Linked DNA regions of Mus musculus: region 2 is linked to region 1. The links are chromatin contacts, called in public Micro-C maps. All regions are on one chromosome and are shown on one strand. The core of a region is the stretch at or near the end of the contact, and the rest is flanking DNA. Distances in the headings are between cores, read along the strand shown. Region 1 holds the start of Sox14 (SRY (sex determining region Y)-box 14). Region 2 holds the start of Ephb1 (Eph receptor B1).

Region 1 (7,722 bases), core at 3,526-6,025:
CCGCCAGCTGCCGTCCGGAGCGCACATGGTCCAGCCCTAGGAAACCTTAGCGGAGGAGCGGCGGGTGCACAGGCGGGCGACGCGCAAGACAGAAAGGATCAGTTTGGGGAAAAGATTCCCAGAAGCAGTGGCACCTGCGGAGGAGACACCCGGGCTGCACAGGTTCCGAAGGAGCAGTGCTCCCGGGTTGCGGGACTCCTCTGCAGCGCAGAGCGGGTGGCAATCACGCCTCTCGCAGAGTGCGGGAGTTCGGGCTCTGCGGACCCGCAACCTGAGTGTCTGGGGACTCCAGGCCGCCGGTTGCTGCGCGTGGCGCAGGGAGAAGCGGCTGTCCTGCGCTCCAGGCGGGCGGGGCGCTTCTCTCTCTACAGCTTTGCTTTAATGCTTTTCTTGAAAGAAAGAGACAGTTGTGAGCAAACAGGTTTGACAGAGACTGCTTCCACCCCACCCGCCCCCTTCACACACACAACTCCCCAGGGGATTCCTTTTTTGTCAGCGGCAGACTTTAAAGTCTGTAATCGGACTCCTGTCAGCGGCGTGACAAGCAGGATTTGGGCTGTTGGGGCGAGTTGTGGCCGCGCACCTCTGCAACTGAAGCTTGGCTACCCTCGGCCCCGGTGAAGACACTGCCGCAGGCCCTGGAGGCCAGGCTGGGCCCAGGTCGGAGGAGGGCAAGCAGTCTAGGAAGAAAACAAAATGTCCAGGAAAGAAACCCCAGGAACCTGCTCTGCGGCTTGCCCCAGGACTCTGTTTCCCTCTGTGTGTGCTGGAGAGAGGTTTCAGTGGCCCTGTAGTGGACCCCAGGCTCCCTTCGGTGCCACCGCAGTCCAGTTTCCAGGAGAGACCTAAGGCCGGGCGCAGTCTGATTGGAACCTTGCTTTTTAATTTTGGGGGGAGCTGTTTGTTTGTTTTAGCTTCTCCTGAGGGCGGAGGCCTTCTCCTTTCAAACCTGCCTGGTGCCCCTTTGCTATCGAACCCCGTGTCACAATCAGCTAGGCACCTTAGTGGGGCCACGGGCCTGGGTTCCTCCCGAGGCTAGAGTGCCCTGAGCTCCTGCGCTGGGCTCCGCGAGGAGACACCAGACCCCAGTAAGCTTCATCTTTGGAGATGTTAAGGGACACTGAGCTATGAAGGAGAGCAGAGAGGCTGACAGGACTGTCAGTTGGGGTTAGATCAAACAACAGGAGCAACGCCAGCGTCCTGGGCCTCATGAGCTTCCTAGAGGGCGGGAGGAGGGGCCTTCCCTACTGCACCCTGAGTCCCTGGACCCGACGGCCACCAGAGGCTCGTCACTTCCTAATTGTCACGATTTGTAAGAGGGTTTTGTGATGCTAAGTACGCGTGGCTCAGCAGGCCTGGCCTCCTCCACACCTCCCCCAGCCCGCCTTTGTTTACCTTAGCCCGAACGTTCATTTATTTATCTATCTATTATTTATAGGCGTCCCGTCCTATTCAGCGGCCTTGTATGTTAATTGTGTAATACCATTTAATTCTAACATTGGTCTCAAAAGAGCTCTTAATGAGAAAAGCATATACAACACGAATCACTTTGCTATTCAGCTCAGCCAGATGGACAACTGCTAACTTATTTTTTTTTAATAATGAAAATCCCCCCTTGACAAAGGGGCTCGGATGAATAGGCTCCAAATAGCACCTCAAACACTTCTAATTGTTTTGCGGACAATATGCTAATCCGAGGGTTTTGGCTTTGGTGACTGTTGACAACGTTTCTCTACCACCTCCGGCTTCCGAGTCCTTTGGGGGGGGGGCGGAGGCGCCCACAAATCTCTCAACAGCAGCAGAAAGGCCTTGAGTCCAAGGCTGCCCCATCCCTTCCAGGCACCATAGCAAAGCCAAGGGTGAAGGGAAACACACACCGCCTATTGAAAAAAACGCGGGACCACGGATTTAGGGAGTGAAACTCGCGGGATACTGGAGGTGAGAAGAACGTTTCAAATTAGACAACAAACTCTGAAGAGAGCTGTTGAGCTAGATAGCATCAGCAAAGCCTTGGCACCCTCAACAAAACACTCACATGGAGGGGGAAAGAGATGGAATCTCCTCTTAAAAATCTGTGTTTTAAGAACTCTTTGCCTGATGGATGGCAGTATTGTCTCCTTTCTTTTTTCGCCAATCTTTTTCCCACAACGGAACAACAACAACAACAACAAAGTCGTTATCAACCAATTAAAAACATTTTTAAACTTAGAAACTTAGTTTGGGGTCCCAGATTCCCAGGAGGGGGGCAGTGATAGCAAACATTAAAAAAAAAACCAACCCCACCAATTCTACCGCTTTCATCCCATGCTCTGAACTTAAGCACCCACAGCAGTACACACTGCTCCTGTAGAGAAACTTGTTCCTCCCTCCAACACTGCGACCCCCCAGTCTTTGGAGTGTAGTTGTTAAAAAGCAAACCCACCCAGAACTCAAGAGGTTTCATCATAGTTCATTCATTGCTGGGAGCTGTTTGACCCACTTTAGGAAGGTTGCGGGAAAGGCACAGCACTGTGATATTGGTACCTTTGCCAAGCCTCTAAAGGCAAAACTGGGGTCAGGGCCCCTCTATAGGCCATAGGCCACCAGGTTCTGCCAGGACAGGACCTCCTGCAGCCTACCCTGCTTCACTCCCTCTAGGTACTGCCAGCCTGGAAGAAGACTCCATCTCCTTGACCTGAGCCTCCTTACTAGATTTTTATGCACATCCAAGGTTACTTTTTTGCAATGACAGATTGTCTTTATTCAAAACGTCTTTGTTCAACAAATGAACAGAGGAATGAGGGAAAAAATCCTTCTAGGTACATTTCCAAGACATTGTCCAAACATTTATGACCATGTAGGATGTTTATTATTATTATTATTATTTTAAGGTTTTGTCCACTTTCTACTTCCTGACTTCATTACCTGACATTCTGTCTAAAAGTAAACTTAGGTGTCTAGGAGTACTGCGGGTACACAAAGCGAAAAGCCACGTGGTTCCTTTTTGTTTTCTTTTTATCGAAGCAAACACGACCATAGTATGGTTTTAAACAGAAAGGTTTCCCTTCCTGAAGTTTTAAACTTTTAAGCCTTTCACCTCCCCACACACAGGAAGAGCAAATGGTGCCTAGCTGTGTCTGACGGCACAGCACCAAGACTCAGCTCTTTTTCTTCAGTGGGAAAGGAAAAAATATATATATACGCATATTCTAGATATAATACCAGGATCTGGGAGTTCCGAGTCCAAAGCCTATCCGCGGACAGTGAGGGGGACGTAAATAAAGCAAAACTGCCTACTTTTTTTTTTGTCCAAAGGGGGTACAGTCGAGACTTGCTTTGGGAGAGTCGGGAGAGGGGAAGAAGATGTGTAGCTTTCTAAATGTTTGCAAATTTCTGGCACCAGTCTGTGCCTTGGGTCCAGGATGATGGCCCTTCCCTTCCCCCCTGGAAGAGAGAGGCAGAGTCTGGGGTGGGCAAGGGGCAGCGGCAGGCCTGACCCAGAGGCATCTGCGGGCCAGACTAGGTGCAAAGGAAAGGATTCAGATCTCTGCTTCCACGCTACCCATCAGGTCCGGGCCAAGCTTGGGGTTACATGGCCGTAGCGTGGGCTGACGAATAAGGGTCTATGCCAGTCTTGGTCATGCCTGGGAAGAGGATGTAGGCGACAGGGGGCTGCAGGGTGGAGGCAGACCAGGCGGTACAGTTACAGGGCACCACGTAGCCCGGGTTGGTGGGGGACGGGTGCGTGTGCGTGTGCTGGCTGGGGCAGCTGAGACTGCCGAAGGCGCCGTTCTGATAGCCCAGGGTGGACGCGTAGGGCAGCGCGCTGGTGGCCAACGTGTGGGGCACTTCACCCATCTTCTGGATGGCACTGGAACTAAATTGCGCAGGGTCCAGCAGGGAGTAAGGTGCCGAGGCAGGCGGCAAGAAGGCCCGGGCTTTCTCGGGCGCGCTCAGGAGGCCGTCGGAAGCCCCCACGGGCAGGCCGGCCGCCTTGAGCGGGTCCGTGTCGCCCAGGTAGGGCAGGGGGAAGACATACCTGTCCTTCTTGAGCAGGTTCTTCGGCTTGCGCCGCGGCCGGTACTTGTAGTCAGGGTGCTCCTTCATGTGTTGGGCGCGCAGCCTTTTGGCTTCATCGATGTAAGGCCGCTTCTCTGCCTCGGACAGGAGCTTCCATTCGGCGCCCAGGCGTTTGCTGATCTCCGAGTTGTGCATCTTGGGATTTTCCTGGGCCATCTTGCGCCGCTGGCCCCGGGACCATACCATGAAGGCATTCATGGGCCGCTTGATGTGGTCTGAAGGTTTGGACATGGTCCCGGCGAGGCGGGCGGGGGCGGGGAATGCAGGGGCTCTGCGGGCGAGCCTGGGCGCGGTTGGCCGTCTGTCTTTCTGTCCGTCCTGAGCCCGGGACTCTGAACTCCCCTCGTCTCGGAGCCGCAGAGGGGAAATCAGAGAGAAGAGCTGACCCTGCAAAGTTTTCAACTGATCATGCCAGTCCCAGCCCCCAGGCAGCCCCCAGGGGGCCGAAGGGTAGGAAGGGCAGCGGGGATGAGAGGGCGCTCGGCCTGGAGTCTGTGGGCACCAGAGATTGGGGCCCAAGTACCAGAGTCTTGGGATTAAGTGGCTAGGTAATTTTCTGGCAAGGGCAGGAGATTCCTCCTTCGCTCCCTCTTCACCTTCGCCTTCTCTCCTTCCCGTCTCTCCCCTGGCTTCTCTGGCCGTGGCTCCCCCCCTCCCGTGGTTTCCGGGCGCTGCTTTGCCTAGCACTGCACCTGGCCGAGAATGCGGGGAGGCTGGTGAACTGCAGCCAAAAGCGGCGAAGTTCAAAGGCGAGGTGGGCCGGGACCGCACGCACTCTGACATAAGCGCGGGGCGGCGACTCCCCAACCTGGGCTCCAATCAGCAGCAGGGAAGGCGAGGGGGCGCACCTGCCAACTCGCGAGTAGTGGAAACCCGGAGCGTCCCTGATGGGGGCGGGGAGAGGTATGAGGGACAGAGAGACCGCCACCGCGAACAGAGCGGCTTGATAGCTCAGGATTCGGGGCGGGGGTTCACATTGTCTCTGGCACTGTCAAAAAATTAAAACTCTTCGTGACCCCTGTTTTTCTTCCCCAGTTGTTCAAAGGAGAACCGGTGCTTCTAATAATATAAAGACCCAGGAAGCTGTCAGCCAAGCCAGCAAGCCCAGAGCTCACGTAGATAAATAGGACAGTCCCGTCACCAAATGGGAAGACAGCACCCTCTACCCCCACCCCGCCCCCAACAACACACACTTGTCAAAGATCCTTGGGAGAGGAAAAGAATATATCAAACTCAGGCCAAAACCAAAATAAACTTTTCGCGCCAGAACATCTACGGTGCTTTGGTATCATTCTCCCAGGTTGGCTTTAGGCGGCGCCTCCACCTGTAATCCAGGACGCTCTGCGGAGCAGTTCTGGGTCCCTGGGGGTCGGAGCCAAGAGCTTTGAGCCGAGACCAGGATGCTTCATGCGGGCTTCGCAGAGGTTTAGAGTCCTGATTGGCAAGCCCTTAACACTCTTCACTTTGGGGGCCCTTGCCACTAGGACTCTTCACTTTGAGGGTTGAGTGTGGTAGGCAGAGGTCCATCCTGATTCTTATTCACCTATGTTATTATTATTAGGCGATTTAAAACTCGAAGCTTCCCTCAACGTCCAAACTGCAAGGGCAGAGGGAAGGCGGGGCTTGGGGACCTTCCTGGTCTCTCTTCTGCGCCTGCAGCGTGGAGCCTCAGGCTGTACCCTCTTAGCTAGGGTCAATTTTTCTCAGGGTGCCTTTTCCCACCCAGTGAGGATGGGGGCTCGTTTCTCGAGTCAGATGAGCATTCTTCGGGTAAAGAGGACGAAATAACCCGCCGAGCCAACCTGCGAGCCTGTTTTCTTTGAATAATTGCCTGGCCGATGCGAAATGCCCTTGGGGGAAATATTTATTAAATGGAAACCATTGTCCCGGGTCCTGAAGGACTGGAGTGTGTTCCAGACTTATTGGCTTTTGCGCTAGCCAGTCTCTCCCGGGAGGAGGACAGGCCGAAATGCCCACGGCGCAGTCGGCTACCAGAAGCTGCGAGTGGGGGTAGGTGGGCGGCAAGAAGGGAGGGCCTTTTTTTTTAATGTAGTGTGTTGTGTTTGAAGGAGAGAATTTATTTCCGCTTCCTATGATTGCAAAAACGTGGGGGCGGGGGGGGGGCGGGAAATCGGTCAGCTTTAGGGCTGTTCTTAACAGTGTTGGATGTTATTCCCATTTCACAGATGAGGAATAATTTCCGGGAGAACTGATCTTCATTCTGATTTATTTAGAGGCAGCTGGAGCCCCTACTTTCTGAGAAAACTTTCACCTCTACCTGGGGAGGCTACCTTCCTATTGTAAAGCAGATACACAACATTTGAATTCCTCCAAAGGTGGCCCTTCACTCTCAGCTTCTCTCCTTTCTACCTCTCTCCTTCCCTCCCGTCCCCTTCTCTCTCCTCACCTCTCCCTTCTCTTCTTTCCGCTCCCCCCTGGCCCCCACCTCCCTAGAGATTACTAAAGCAGAAGTACCGTTCTGCGAACTTCCAGGAGAATTTCAACATTTAGAAGCCAACTCCTGCTTAGATCTCACCTGCTACACTAGGGGATTGGAGATCCAGAGATACTAATTCTACTGGGTGATGGTAGCTGCTTTGGAAAGAAATGAGAGAAATAACCGTGTTTGCAGAGTGAGGACTCACCAGCCACACTTAGAGGTTTAGGCCATTGTAGTACAACTTCTCAACTTCTTGGACATTGCTTAATGAGGGATCTGACGCTGGGTCTCAGGTTCTTTTATTCTGAGCTGGCTTCCTAGACAGTCTATCTAGTTGCCCTGGAGCAGTCTGGGACTGGAGAGTACCCTTTTCCAATTCTTCTTAGTTCTTCTTTCTCCTCTAGTAGATGGCTCTCTTCTCCAATCCTCTCAAATCGAGCCCTGAGTTGGAACTCAATAGCTACAATTCAAGAGCTATCCTCCATCGGAAGAGGACGTAACACAACTCGTGCAGGCTGGGGGGAGGGTAGGGTGGGGGAGGGGTTGGATGCGGTTTACTCAAGACCCCTTAGCTGGAATGGCAGGGGTTCTTGGGATCTTCAATTCCTGTGACTATTGCACTGCGTGGTCTTTCTAAACTGTGCCTCCCCAGAAAGCCTAGACCTCATTCCCTGGACCCATTGCAGAGTCCTGCTCCCCACTCTCCCACTCAGGGGAGCGCAAAACCAGAAGTTTGGGGCACAACTTATCCAGACATTAGGACATAGGTAATCTAAACACAGCTTCTGCTTTCCCAAAGCCTGAAATTCTGGCCTCAAGCTATCTCTCTACACTCCAGGGCTAGAGGTACCTCCCTCCAGCCCCCTGTGTGTGCCCTCCCTCCTCTGTGTGGCCTTACACGTTGCCTAGAAAATCCACACTCTTATCAGTATGGGCCTCTTTATTCCACTCCGTTGCTCAAGTGCTTGGCACACCAACCTTAGCCTAACTGGGAAACCCTGAGTTTGAGATAAAGGGCCAAGCCGATGTCTAAGTTAAGGAAGTGGGCTCCGAAGTCAGGAGCCAACCCTCTTCTGCTGCTTACAGCTGTACCAGGTGCAGGTTCTAGCACTCCCCTAGGCCTCTGTTGCCCTAGTGAAGTGCTTTGGAGCTTTGCACACCCGGCCTCTAGGCTTCCTAGAGGGCCTTCTTTCACCAGCTTGAGATAGGACTCCATGGGTCCA
Region 2 (7,722 bases), core at 2,638-5,137, 2.5 Mb after region 1:
CTGCAGTCTAATGCGGACCTATCCTCCTGACGGTGTTCCCAGGGGCATCGGGATCTTCTTAGGGAGCCTACAGAAAGTGAACTTGCTGAACTTGGAGCCAAGAGTTCACAGCAAGCTGCCCAGGCAAACACAGGCTTCCAGATATCTTAGAACCCTTGACCACAATGGCTGTCCCCTCTTTGGGGTTTCAAAATAGTCTCTCCCTCTTTCCCATGCAACAATAGCATGGCTTTCTTGAGTCTTCGTATTCCACAGAACTCTTTCAGACTATTTATAGTTTTTTTTTTCTCAACTTAAATATTACACAAGTGGCTCTTTAACTGTGGTCTGGTTCCAGCATCTAAGACTGGAATGGGAGGGCCCTAAATTCACTAGATAGTGAAGGTACTGAGGGTGGGAGGTGGATGATAGTCTCCAAGTGACAGAGCTAGAGATAAAAAAAAAAAAAGCCAGAGGCCATGGTCCGGCTTCGTGGAGAAGTGGGTGTCTATGGGGAGACCTTGTGTCCCAAAGCCCAGAGGACATCAACAGCTCTCACCATCTGTCTGGGTCCCCTCTGAAAACCAATCCAGAAAGCCCAGCAAAGCCTTTCCCCTGCACTGCTTGTGTTCTCCTAACACCTCACAGAGCAGACTGGCTGGAAAGGGAGACAGGCAGGAGGGAAGGGAGGAGATATGTTCTCTTTCAGTCTGGTTCCCCCATATAAAGACCAACCAGCTTCCGGTCAGATGACATGTCCCTCTACCCTCATTCTGTCCCTACCTCATTTAGACCAGGTAGTGTAGATCCCGGAACACACCCGCTGTTTCTCCCTCCCTCCCTCCCTCCCTCCCTCCTTTCTCTCTCTTTTACCTTCCTTCCTCCACCCAGACACAGGTCACATTAGGGACCTGACTTCCTTCACCCACATCTCCCCATCAGGACCACGAGTGACAGGCACTGTTCTTTTGTACCCGCCCCAGCTTAAACTGAGGACCTGCCTGAAATCCACCCACCCCAGAGATGCCAGGAAAAAGACAAGATGAACTGGCTGAAACCACGGAGGAGAACACTGCCTCCCCAGAGCTGAGTTTGGGGAGGGCCCTGCTGTCTGTGTAGGCGGCTCATTGATCCACTCCTCTGAGAATTATTCCGTGCTCATCACAAACCAAATGAGGCTGGCCCCAACCCAGCCAGGCAGGCGGGAAGGCGGCTCTGTGTGTTGAGAGGAGAAAATGAACCTGCCTGTTGTCATTCGAGAAAAAGGAGGGAGTGAATGGTGTGTTCTGCCCCTGCGCGCTGAGCAGGGGCAAGACTCTGCTTTAATATTCTGCTGAATGTGGTATTTCTTTTAACCCTTTCAGAGATTTTTTTTCAATCCCCAGAATAAGGCTTTCCTGCCTAGCAAGGGGTAAAGCTCCCAACCTGGACACTGAGAGACGGGCCACAGCTCCGAAGTAGACCCTGGCAGCAGGCCTAGGTGATACGGCCCATGCACACCAGACTGGGTACACAATGGCACCCATGAACAGCTCCGCCAGGAAGGCAAGGGACTAGTGGGGGGAGGGACGACAAGTGTTTCAGGAGGAATGTGTCCTGGCGCCTGATGTGTTCTGTTCCCTCGAATTTGCTCTGCAAACTAGTTTGCCTATATACACATTCCCTCCATCTATTGAGACTCAAAGCCGAGAGCGCACTTCCTAAAGTGTACATCTGAGACCGAATCCCTGACCCTTCGGAGGTGCAAAGAGAGGTAAACCGGACCAGCGCAGCCCCAAACTGAAGACTTGAAGCCACCCCAGCTCACAGTCCTGTAGGCCACTCCACCTTGCGACAGTTCTCAACCGGCTTTGTTGCGGGGTGATTTCTCTCCTTTTCTATTTCGACTGCTTCTGCACGTGTCTCCGGATGAATCAACCTCAAGCCTACGCTGGGGTGCTAGCCACACTCCATACCAGTCGAAACCCTGCACATTCCAAAAGTCACACACACACACACACACACACACACACACACACACACACACACACACACGAAGACCAGCAGCCTCGCAGGGCAGCAGGAGGTCAAGCGCAAACAAAAAGCCACCTTCAGGAAACAAGCGAGAGCTTTCTGTGCAGTAATTGCTGCTTCCTCGCTTACCCATCTCCACGGAGACTGAGCAGCGGTAGTCTTTGCCATGGCTAAGACATCTTCCCTGCTATGACCAAGAGGGGCACGGGTGTATGCCAGTGCTTACTGGAAGGGTTAGAGACGCTGGACCAATGTTGGTCTGGAGTTTCCACTGAACGAGTCCGTTTCACCTGGAACCTGCAATCCAGTGGAGCCAGCTCTCAAATGGGAACACAACAGGGGAAACAGAGAGCTGCGAACCTTCCACGAGGAATGTCCCTACGGGTGGAGTCCACCTGGCCAGAGACATCCATCGGGATGTGGGGCTTCCAGCAGGGGTGGCGTGGCGGCGGCGCCTCACCCCAGAGTTGCTCTGTTCGAGATAACTCTAACTGCTCCTTCTCTACTGAGATGCGTCCCTGGAGGTGGCGGCCGCCGCGGCTCCGCAGGGAAGGTTGGGGGCGGGGAAGGGGGCGGGAGGCGGGGAGGCGAGCAGGGATTTCCCACGGGATTCGCGGGAGCCCTGAGCGCCGGGGCTCCTGGGTGCGCCGGGTAAGGGGTCCGCTGAGCGGGTTTGGCTGGCCACCAGCGGGAGGCACAACCACGCTGAGCCAGCAGGGATGGTGTCTTGGCTCGTGGGCTCGCAGCCACGCAGTCTCTTCTAACTGCCGGATGAGTTTAAGCACCGCCAGCACTCACCCAAGCCCACCCCTGCTCCAAAGCTCAGAAGGCGAGAAAGGCGTCCGCCTCGCACTTGCTGTCCCTGGAAGATTGCAACCCGGCAGCTTCTAGGGCTGATTTCCCCCCCAGGGTGCGGTCAATGGATTTGGCCCCTCTCGTTTGGCAGTCACTTGCTGGGGTACTAGTAGGACCTTCTGTGATCCCCCAAGCAGCCTGCCTGCGGAGCCCAGAGTCCGGAAACCTCAGACTGCGAAAGGGAGACAGCAAGCTACCGCTCGCCAGCCAGCGCATCCAGGCCCGGGATAGAAAGAGCCGAAGGTGCCGACTCTAGGAGCCCAGTGGCCCGAGGTATCGCTTCCCAGACCAGCTTCGCCCAGAGCTAAGGAGCTTGCACCGCAATGCAGCGGGATCCAGGCTCTCTAAGCCGGAGATGTCCGGTGATCGTGCTGTCTGGGAGCACCAGAGCGCAGGAGCCGAAAGACTCTGCGTGCGAACGAACCTGCTGTGGGCGCCCAGGGTCGGCGCAGGGCATGCCTGTGGGTACCGCCCCATCCCGGTGCCCCATCTCTACCCAGGATCGGTGACATTCTCTCTCTCCAGCACCAGGATGCCCGGCCGAGCAGCCAAAGGAGCCCTGCAAAGCGCGCGGCACCCATGAACTGGCAGCCGGCAGCCACCAAGTTGCTCCGCGAAGGGTACGTTACCTTCCATCGCGGCCACTGCAGATGCCAGGAGGAAGAGCAGCAAGCAATCCAGGGCCATCGCCGGCCAGCGGCCCCCAGGCCGAGCCCCAGCGGAGACGCGCCGCGTCCCAGGGCGCCGCTGCGCTCCCGGCGGGTGGCTTCTCCGTGTCCTTTCGCGCTCTGGCCGGGACCGGACTCCCCGGAGCGCGGCGTGGGCGTGGGCGGGAGTGTGCGCGCGTGGGGCGGTGCGGGCGCGCGTGGATGTGGGTGTGCATGTGTGTGTGTGTGTTTATGGGAGAGGTGGGTGTGTGCGTGCGTGTGTGAGAGAGGGTGAGGGAGAGCGAGCCTGGGAGAGCGCGCGAGAGCGTGTGCGTCCTGGTGTCACATTGCGAGCTACAGCGGAGCCTACGGGAGGACAGAGCGGGCCAGACTGACGGGGGAGGGAGCGGGATCCCCCACCATCAGCTCTCTCTCCACCCCTAACACCTCCTGTCCAATCAAGGAATCAAACCTGCAAAATTCCCTCATCCAATCAGGCGCGAGCACCTCCTTACACTGGCATTGTTAGTTTAAGAAAAACTTTTGCTTGCAAGGCTGTGTGGGAGGGTTAGGAAGGCGCTAGGAGGTGATCGCGCTCCCTCTTGTGGTGATTTAGGAGAACTGCAGCCTCGCACGCTCGCTTTCCCCAAGCTGAAAAGGAGGGGCTCAGCCAAGAAGTCAACTGAGGTCCCTTATGCTTACAGACACCCCACAGCTACTCCTGACTATTCCTATGCAGAATGCCGCCACCCTATATCATTTTACTAATCAATTTTGTTTATTTTTGAGTCTTGTCTGATCTCGTTCACTCAGAATTCCTGGAACCTTAACAGTGTCTTATTCTTGGCATGCATCTGTGGAGTGAGTGAATATGGTTTCAAGACTTTATGGCCGGCTGCTCGGGGGTAGTTAGAACACCCTGTGGGCTTCCTATCATATCCTCAGCTGTATATCTCCAAAAGTCTCTTCCCAGGTGGATCTCTGAGCATCCACTGTAGGGCCTGCTGTCAGAAGACAGTCATAATGGGAAGACATGAAGAAACAGCCGAAAGTCTGACAACTTGTTGGGGTATGGGGAAGGGAGACATTGCTTTGAACCAGGCCTGGAGGTAGGTGGGAAGGACTGAGTTCTGCAACCACAGGAAAACCAGGCTCCAGAATAGAAGTGGTTTCCCACCATCAGCTCTGATGATAATGCCCCATTTTGCTGTCTGTTGATCAGGTCAGGCTGTTTCAGATCCGGCCCTGGCCTTGATGCTTGTCAGAAGCTGTGTGGCAGAAGGTCCTCACCTCCTCCCGCAAGGTTAGGGATGCTCCTGGAAGACTCATGTGGGAGGGGCTTCAGCCCCCTCCCCAAACCTTTTAAAGACATTAACATCTGGCAACTCTCCTTTGGGAATTTAGTTACATTGATTCCCCACCCTGGGTACTTACTCTGTCTTTCACAGACACTGCCTCCCTCTTCACCACCCCAGCCACACTCAGACCCCTGATTCTGACAGGTCTTTGTTTCCCAGACTTTGACACAGGCTGTTTGTGTCTTCCCCTACCATCCACCCATCCGGCCTCAGAACCTGAAAGGATGACGTCAGTGACCGCTGCTTAATCTTCCCTAATACTACCTCAGCTGCTCTTTGTCCCTCCACAGCACTGTGTCTTGAAGTCCCTTAAGTGAGGGATGCCCCTCTCTGACATGGGTGAGTACTGGGTCTTTTGCAGCTTTGGCAACACTCTCCACAGTCCAATTTCACTGCCTACCTGTCTTACTACTTCTTGCCCTTCCTCCTTCATCCCTCCAGCCTCTAAGAGAGGAATCCCCAAAGCTCTTACCTTGAAACCCCTCCCCCTCCCTGCACTGGTGACCAACTGCATCCATCCCTGTGGATGGATTATAGATAGATGATGGATGGAAAACAGACTGATGGATGGATGGATGGATGGATGGATGGATGGACAGACAAATGGATGGGTGGATGGACAGACAGATAGGTGAATGGACAGATGAATGGATGGATAAATGGGTGGATGGATGGATGGATGGATGGATGGATGGATGGATGGATGAATGATGACAAGCAGATGAATGGATGGGTGGGGTGGGTAGATGATCTCAGATGGATGTTGGGTGCATGCATGAGTGGTTTGTGGGCTCTTTCCTTCCCTCCACCCCACCAAGCACACCCAGCAAAACCCCCTCTCCTGCTTCCTCTTCTTTATGCCTTTGTCTCAGGTCTATCCATCTGTCTCAGCTCTGTGTCACCCCTCCTCCCTCTGGACAACTGAAGAATCTAACTGGCCACCCGGTTTCTGTCCTCTGTAACCCCGCTGAGTGCTGCCGCCAGCGTAATCTTTCCTAAGCTAATCTTGGTCTTATCTCTTCATAGTGTTTCAACCCAGCGGCTCCTCACTGTCTCCTGAAGAAAGACAGGCCACTCTGGCGAGGCCTCCAGATTCCAGGACAGGATTCCCAGAACTGTATTCTCATCCCAGTTTTTGCTAGGCGTTCTCTTGGCCTGCAACTCTTGGCTCCTCGGTGCCTCCGTATCCTACCTTAGCCCATCCCACATTCACCCACCTATTCAGGAAATGTTTACTGGGTGCACCAGGCACACCGTGGAGCAGACCGGGGACATGATGGACAGGAAACTTATCACATAGTAGAGTAATGACAATAAAAAAGTGGGCAATGGTGTGCTAGGCTGTCAAAGGCCTTGAGGACAACAGAACACGGAAGCTGCTGTGCTGGGCAGGACAGAAACAGCATTGGTTTGTTGAGCACCATGTATGGTGTTTACTTTCATAACCAAAATGAAGTTAGTTGAATTTCTTGCCTTCTCTTTCTACCCACATCCATCGAGGAGCTTTTTTTGCTGTCCCTCTGATCCATCTCTTCCAGCCACATCTCCGTGTGTGCTCTGTCGGTCTCCCTGATCTGGCTGCAGATAGAACTGGACACTATCCACCTGTGAAATGTCACACCTTGGAGGTCCCTTGGAGCACACCAAGTAGAGTACAGACATCCAAAAAGAACCCTGCTAGGTCTTTCAACCACCAGCTGAGCTCTCTGAAAACAGCAGTTTCCTGGTCTCACCCCTGCTGAGTGAGATCAGTAGGGAACTGGGAGAAGCAGACCCTTCAGTGTGGTCTGATAGCCCTGCCTCCCTTTACTTAGTGAAGCTTGGTCTAACTGTTTCAAATTGCTCCAGAGCTTCCTCTAGAGACAGCTTGGAGGTGATACACCATGCTAGACCCAGGCTCCCAATTTCATCTCTTCTGATTTGTTTCATGTGGTGCCTGCACTGGAAATGTCTTTCTATTAGAAGGAAAGAGTCTACATACTACCTGGAAGGAGGAAGGCAGAGACAGGTAATTGATGGCTGGATTGCCAGGGGTGGCAGTATCCACCCAAGGACTATGGCGACAGCCTCTGTGACTTCTAGAAGTTGCTGATGCTTTCAGGGAGAAGACCCTCAGTTGGGGGCTGCCTGCCTGTTAATTTTTCCTTATAACTGAAGAAACAGGCTTTTCCTGAACACGTTAATCAAATCACTGTTGTTGGGTTTTGGGGGGGGGAGACCTTGAGGTGGGGTGGGTTTTTGTTTGTGGGGGGAGGGTTGCTGCTTTGGTTTTTAGTTTTTAGGTTTTTGCTGTGCTGTTTTGTTTTGTCCTGTGGAATGTACTGATCTTTCTCATGCAGTGAGTTGTACCCCAAATACCCTAAACAGCATGGCTGGTGCAAGCCAACAAGCCTGAGGACATGTCATACCCCACCACCACACCTTCCTTTGCTATGTTTCCCTTCTCTGATGTCAAATGCTCAGTTGTTCTCTTGATTAATCACTGAGCTATTTGATATCACTAAATCACGCCTGCAGAGTGACAGATGTGCACTACCAAGGCCAGCAGCCGAGGGCTTGCAGACACCCAAGCAGGGACCGAACCCTTTCCGGGAGACTCCGAGGCCCTTCTGGCTGAAAGGCTTGGAGGAAGCCCACCAGTTCACTACTTACAAGGAATCAATTTGAGGTCTCGTGGTTGTAAAGTGTTGCTGGTGAAAACAATTGCAACATTTTCATCTCAAGGTTACCTGGTTAGAAAGTTCTCCATCTGCCCCCAACTTACACACTTTTTTTATTATATACACAACCTGTGTCTTCATTCTACCTGTTAGCTTACAACCTGGAGAGAGACCGCTCGCTTGGGTGCTTGTATGTGAGAATTTCCTTTT

What was found. A called contact is a pair of places that touch in the nucleus more often than the background predicts.
Region 2: a Micro-C map of embryonic stem cells shows a contact between it and region 1, with 9 times the contacts expected there. The contact joins the promoter of Ephb1 here to the promoter of Sox14 in region 1. A contact is called at or near these places in 3 of 39 promoter capture datasets (embryonic stem cells, liver and pre-B cells), 4 of 484 Hi-C or Micro-C datasets (all in embryonic stem cells) and 1 of 9 other capture datasets (embryonic stem cells).

What each region holds. Positions count from the first base shown.
Region 1 is chr9:99,871,395-99,879,116 of GRCm38.p6, forward strand. It overlaps Sox14 (SRY (sex determining region Y)-box 14), which reads right to left and starts at 4,776. Exons shown (of 1, transcript NM_011440.1): 1 at 2,712-4,776. The coding sequence starts at 4,290. The coding sequence ends at 3,568.
Region 2 is chr9:102,350,806-102,358,527 of GRCm38.p6, forward strand. Ephb1 (Eph receptor B1) reads right to left here and starts at 3,888. Exons shown (of 16, transcript NM_173447.3): 1 at 3,477-3,888. The coding sequence starts at 3,534.